2 separate regions of the Oryctolagus cuniculus genome follow, and region 1 is linked to region 2. A link is a contact called in public Micro-C data. All regions are on one chromosome and are shown on one strand. Each heading gives the region's core, a stretch centred on a gene start, on an enhancer-like site or on the middle of the called end of the contact. The rest is flanking DNA. Distances are from core to core; before and after follow the strand shown. Region 1 holds the start of LOC127490646 (collagen, type I, alpha 1b-like). Region 2 overlaps NR3C1 (nuclear receptor subfamily 3 group C member 1).

Region 1 (3,441 bases), core at 176-2,675, 48 kb before region 2:
GGCCCGAGTCCGGGGGCCGCCGCGGGCGCCCGCAAACTTTTATTAGCCCGGGCAGCGGGGGTGGGGGCTGGCGAGGGCCAGGCGACGGTGACGAAAGGGCAGCGCGCGGGTGACAGCGCTGGCCTCTTCCTCTCCCTCCGTCGCCGTCGCCCGGCCGGGCCGAGGGGGAGGAACCGGAGCGGTGGCAGCGAGGGGAGCCTCCTCGAGCGGCCTAGGGTTGACAAGCCGGTGGCTCCCCGGCGGGAATCCCGGCCTTTTTTCGTGCCCCTTCTCCTCCCCCGCACCCCAGTCTCGTTGGCTTTTCCCCCCAAAGGGGCCGCCTCGACACCCCGGTTTTGTGTGTTTTTTATTTATTTATTTATTTATTTAAAAAAATTTTTGTTGAGGTGAGCGCCGAGCCGCGCTTGGGCTCTGCTCGCCCGCGGGTTCTCCTCGCCCGCAGGTTTCCCCTCCGGTCCCGGTGCGCAGCGTTTGTGGCGGGCGTGCGGGGCTGAGCGCGCGGGGGCGAGGGCGAGCGCGCCCGCAACCGCCGAGACTTCGGCCGGGCTGGTGTTATCGGAGCGAGTGGGCGTGTCGGGGAGCACGCAACAGGTCTGGACGCGTCGCGCTCGGCTCGCGCCGCGGCGCGGGGGCCCCCTGTGGGAAGAGAGACCCTCCCCGCCCGGGCCGAGGTGGGTGCTGCGGTTTGTGGCAAGTGCTGGCTCGGCGCGGGGGGCTCCGCAGCCCCCGGCGAGAGACGCCCCCTCGGCGTGGTTCGCGCGGGCCCCCGGAGCGTGGCGGGGCTGTTTGCGGTCTTCGCGCGGGGGGTTCGGGTCTCGCTGGAGGGGGCGTTTCGCCGCCTGAGGTATTGTTTTGGTTTCGGGTTGGAAGGCAGCTGTCAGGGAAGCGGCGGGGAAATTCATTAGGCTGCGATCGGCGCGCGGTGTTGGGAGATCGCTGCCCGAGGAAGGCGGGCGGGCGGGGAAGCCGCGGCCCGCGGGAGGTGTGCGGGCCCCCACCCAGCTCTGCATCCGCGCTGACGTCCGCGTGCGGGGAAAAAGTTTTCTTGGGTTGCACGGGATTGGCCCGCCGTGTCCCCGGAGCGCTCGGGGCAGCCCTGGCGTCCCGAGCACGGACTGCGCGCCGGTCTGGCTGCGCCCCTGCCTGGGGACTGCCGCTCCTGGGGTCCGGCGTGATCCTGCAGCTCTGCGCTCTTCTGTTTCTCGGTGTTTGGAAAGGCGGACTCTTGAGAGAAGAAATCGGGGTTCGTACTGAGGGTCTTAAGCAAATTTTTTTTAAAAAAAACGATAAGGTTTCATCTAGATGTTGGGAAGTTATAAGGACCAGATAACTATAAACTACAGTGTCGTGGGAAGCTACAACACATTTTGTTGAGCTTTTTTTTAAATCTTAAGTTTTAGTTGGCCCGTATACAACTTACCTCATTTTATATATTTAAAATGTGGAGGTGGGCACTATTAGATGTAGCAGGTCAGGAATACGCATTTAAAAATAGGAGCTTTTTGCCAGCCCGTAGACGATAAGGAGCACGTCAGCGTTGTTTGTTTTTTAATAAAACGTGCCTGGTTCACCAGTAGATTGTACTGAAAAGGGCTGGAGCTGTGAGTAGCTGGTAGGGGAGGTTGAATTTGGGGGAAATTAGGGGCTAGAGAATTCGAGCTTAGTGTTCACCAAATGTTAGCTGTGTTGGTGCTCAGAAAAGCAAACCACCTTGATTGAGAGGAGAGGAATTTTGATGGGAACACACTGTTTAAATGAAATACTTTGACATCAATCTGAACCTTCAGAATACTCAGCTGTAGTGAGTTAGAATGTCGGCGATGCGCAAGGCAGCACGTTCAGGGAGTGGCAGGCTGAATAGCCCAGCTTCGTCCCATTCAATTCTGCCCTTGCCTGTGCGGTGGACTGCACTGCACTTTGGAATGGGGTGCACTGAGTGGGAGCAGGGACGGGGCTTTCTGTTCTGCGGGGTAGAAACTTCTCTGCTGGTAACGAAGAATTTGTTCCAGAGTTAACTAAAAGGTTCATTTAACAAGCTGTTACTAATCGGATCGCGGAGACAATGTGAGGTTATAGCTTACCATGTCCCAACCCCCACCCCACCCCACCCTTTTTTTTTTTTTTTTTTTTTTTTGTAGCTAATATTCACTGATGGACTCCAAAGAATCATTAAGTCCCCCGGGTAGAGAGGAGGTCCCCAGCAGTGTGCTCAGGCCGGCGGAGCGCGGGAATGTGATGGACTTGTACAAAACCCTAAGGGGAGGAGCTCCTGTGAGGGTGCCTGCATCTTCTCCCTCACTGGCTCCTGCTGCGCAGCCGGACTCCAAGCAGCAGAGACTCGCGGTGGACTTTCCGAAAGGCTCAGCCAGCAATGCCCAGCAGCCGGATCTGTCCAGAGCAGTGTCACTCTCGATGGGATTGTATATGGGCGAGACAGAAACCAAAGTGATGGGCAGTGACCTGGCTTTCCCGCAGCAGGGCCAAACCAGCCTTTCCTCTGGGGAAACGGACTTCCGGCTTCTGGAAGAAAGCATCGCGAGCCTCAACAGGTCGGCTAGTGCTGCAGACAACCCCAGGAGCACAGCGCCTGCTGCTGGGTCTGCCGCCCCCACAGAGGGGTTTCCAAAAACTCACTCTGACCTGGCCTCCGAACGGCAGAATCCGAAGGGCCAGACTGGCAGCAGCGCCGGCAGTGCCAAGTTGCACCCCACAGACCAAAGCACCTTTGACATTTTGCAGGATTTGGAGTTTTCTTCTGGGTCCCCAAGTAAAGACAGGAGCGAGAGCCCTTGGAGGTCAGACCTGTTGGTGGACGAGAACTGTCTGCTTTCTCCTTTGGCGGGAGAAGATGATCCATTCCTTTTGGAAGGGAATTCGAGCGAGGACTGTAAGCCTCTTATTTTACCGGACACGAAACCTAAAATTAAGGATAATGGAGATCTGATCTTATCAAACTCCAACAATGTACCACTGCCCCAAGTGAAAACCGAGAAGGAAGATTTCATCGAACTCTGCACCCCTGGGGTAATTAAGCAAGAGAAACTGGGCCCAGTGTACTGTCAGGCAAGCTTTTCTGGGGCAAATATAATTGGTAATAAAATATCTGCCATTTCTGTTCATGGCGTGAGTACCTCCGGAGGACAGATGTACCACTATGACATGAACGCACAGCAGCAGGAGCAGAAGCCTCTTTTTAATGTCATTCCGCCAATTCCTGTTGGTTCAGAAAATTGGAATCGCTGCCAAGGGTCTGGAGATGACAACTTGACTTCCCTGGGGACTATGAACTTCCCTGGCCGGTCGGTGTTTTCCAACGGCTATTCAAGGTGAGTCGGAGGATTTTCTGTTTCTTAAGAGTGGTGCACTTGAGATCGATTGATGGCTGTAAGTGTTCACCTATTTGTATTTGTTCTCCAGAGATTCAGGGGCTTTTTCGTATGT
Region 2 (2,943 bases), core at 311-2,810:
AATTGCTTACCACTGTGTTGGTAAAGCAGCTGGCTTTCTTCTAGCAAATAGACTAACCATACACTGTAAATATGAAACTTTTCACCTGCTTATTGACTAGTTGAACAGTTTTAGTGAGGAAGTCCCACTGCTGCCTCAGCATTATTTTGAAATCCTGTTTATAAACTATACAATTTCCAAGGCCACAAATCTGGGCACCTTTCCAGATATTAACTACTGGAACAAAGATAGAACTTGATTTATTTACTGACTGAAGTCTAATTTAGATGTTACATCCCAGGGTGGTCACAGAGACAATGTGTGTACTCGGACCCCGTTTATGCATGTATTTCTTCTTGTTTGCATGCTGAGAAAGAAAATTAACCTCAGTATTATGATCGCTAGCACTAAGCTTTTTCAGAAAAAAATGAATGTTTAGCAAATAAGATAGGATAATATAATACTTTAATTCAATGAAAATTTTCTTATGGAAATTATGAAGGACACAGAAAAATAGAACAAGTAGCAGAAGATACATTCGACCAAAAGATTGTGGGAACTGAAATTCCAAAAAAGATGGGGTAAAATGAACAAAAAAAAAAATGGGGTTTCTGGGGAACAATCTAAACTAGCTCGGAATGTTTGAAAGTCTTAAAATCCACAACGTGGACTGGTAATAAGATGGTTTGCTCTGACACTTGGGCCTGAGATTTAAATGAAATTGTTGACATACTAGAAAATGACTGTAATGAAATGATTTATTTAGGGTACTGTAACAGTGAAAGATGAGAGTTTCTAGACCTACTGAAAAATCCGCTCAGGAAGCACCTAAGGAAGCCGCCACACAGCAGTGCTTTTTGTCTGCTGTATACTATCTAGTTCTGGGTGATTCTCTGGGGTTGTATGCTCCTCCTGCTATACGGAGTGCTGTTTAAGGGATCGGTCATTTCTGTCCTTGGTCTTCTTTCTGCTATAGATGAGTATCTTCGAAAGTTATTTTGGTTCCTTAAGGTCCTTTGGGCTGGATGTTGTTCAGAATCATTGCCTTTTTATGCAGACACATTTTTATTGGAGAGGTGCAAAGAGAGCACACTACATCTGCTGGGTCACTCTCCAAATGCCTGCCACAGCTCGGCCTAGGCCCAGCTGAAGCCAGGACTGGGGAAGTCTGTCTGGGTGTTCCTCGTGTAGCAGGGACCATGTACTTGAGCTGTCACCTGCTGCCTGCCAGGGTCTTTATTCGCAAGAAGGCAGAATCAGGAGTGGATCCAGGACTCAGATCCCCCAGTAGGGGATGCAGGAGTCCAAGCGGGGGCTTAATTGCTAGGTCCAATGCCGACTCCTTTTCATGCAGATATTGTAACATTAATTGAATACTCGATGTAAGATGCATACTGAAGATTTCAGTGGCATCACGTGGCCTGGGGAAGACATTGTAGGGATTAGTTATCAGGGACAAGCATGGTCGAAGAGAAGAACGGTTCTTAAACCTCCTTCTCCCTGATCTGAACCAGTCAGTGCGGGTAGGAGAAGTGGCTTGCCAAGGGCTAAACACCAGTGTGACTTCTGGGAGCTGGCCAGGAAATGGTAACTAAAATCATTATGTTTTTCTTGTCTCTAGATAATAAGGATTCTTGGTGGGTTCTCCCCCTTCTCTGCTTATTAAGTAGATATTCCATTTCTTAGTAATCTCAATCTTCATGCTAGATACTGCTCATGTAAAGCAGTTTTAATCTATTTCAGTCTAACTGATGCAAGTTCAAATACATTATATTAAAAAGTACGTAAAGTGATGAGGACACTACCCATTGTTTTACTTGAAGATTGTCTGTTGAGGCATGATTATTTGATTTAGAAATGCTGAGGTTATGAAAAGTAGATTAGAATATTTGGGGGCCATATTAAAAATAATATCTGTAAAGATTTAATAAAGCTTATAAACCCCTTTTGCTTTGTTGATCTGTTTTGAAAAGACACTCTGACTGTGCCTGTAGGCATTCCTTCTCTGTGGTGTGATTGGTAGACAGGGAGTAAACAACTTACTGTAAATGGGCACCATGCCAGCTGGCTTCAGGCAGCACCAAGCTTGTGACTTGCAGTCAGGGCTGGGAAAATGCCTTTTAACTTGTTCATTTCTACTTCTGTATGCATGGAAAAAATGCCTAACTGTACTAATGTATTAAATAGCTTTATCAAATCTGTTAGGGCTTAGAAATCTTTCACAAGTGTCCTGGAATTTGTTGGTACTGTTTGATTGGATCTAAGAACCTCTAATATAATTATAAGAAGTTTTAAAAAGATAGTTTCAATAATTAAAAGGATTTTCTGAAATTGGCTTGCTCCTCAACTTGTTAGATTTAATTGGGGTAATATTTTGTAATATCTCTAATCTGTTGTCAACATACTTAATTTGCTATCCACCACTGTTTGGGGGGTAGGTGTTACCTGATACAGAAAACTGAAGGCATTTTTGCCAATTAACCTGACAGCTTAGCAAAGAGGAAATGGTGTTAACTGTCTTACCAAAGATGACCTACACTGACAGCATTCGTTTGGAGCTGGCTGGTGAACCATTCCATCGCTGAAGCCGGCTGAGCGTCTTCCCTGTGTGAAAAGTGAAGGCTGCAGAATTCTGTACAATTGGTAACTGAAAGTAGTTAAGACCTAGCAACTCAACAAATGCTTCTGTTTAATTTTTTATTAACATTGGAGTGGCTGGGTAGAATCACATTACTAACTCGCAGTTTTCTAAAAGATTAATTGTGGATTTCTATTTAAAGAAATAGCAACTAAGAGCAAACATAACTTGTTAATTGTATGAAGATAGGGTTTTTATCTACATTAAAATTTACTTTCAAAATTCTAAGAAAAACAGATATTTTAAAGTCATGTATACTTAAAACTGTTAATTAAGAATACAGTAATGTAGCTTGTGTCATAACTCTTGGATCTTTAACACCTTAA

Evidence for each region. Hi-C and Micro-C count contacts between places; a contact is called where the count stands out from the background.
Region 1: a contact with region 2 is called in a Micro-C map of ear pinna, with 2.2 times the contacts expected there. The contact joins the promoter of LOC127490646 here to the enhancer-like site in region 2. A contact is called at or near these places in 3 of 6 Hi-C or Micro-C datasets (ear pinna, psoas muscle and an unstated tissue).

What each region holds. Positions count from the first base shown.
Region 1 is chr6:30,842,672-30,846,112 of mOryCun1.1, reverse strand. LOC127490646 (collagen, type I, alpha 1b-like) reads right to left here and starts at 1,425. Exons shown (of 4, transcript XM_070075913.1): 1 at 1,421-1,425; 2 at 420-1,224; 3 at 1-211. The coding sequence starts at 1,425. It overlaps NR3C1 (nuclear receptor subfamily 3 group C member 1), which reads left to right and starts at 2,152. Exons shown (of 8, transcript NM_001082147.1): 1 at 2,152-3,326. The coding sequence starts at 2,152.
Region 2 is chr6:30,795,063-30,798,005 of mOryCun1.1, reverse strand. The region is part of intron 1 of NR3C1 (nuclear receptor subfamily 3 group C member 1); the gene reads left to right. LOC138850174 (a long non-coding RNA gene) reads right to left here. Exons shown (of 3, transcript XR_011389784.1): 2 at 2,503-2,943; 3 at 1-1,400. Among named protein-coding and RNA genes, the nearest start is that of NR3C1, 47 kb to the left of the region's middle. Within about 2 kb of position 1,560, at least 2 of the 8 cell types and tissues checked have an H3K27ac peak or open chromatin away from gene starts, as enhancers often do. A contact at or near this core is called in ear pinna, where this site is marked.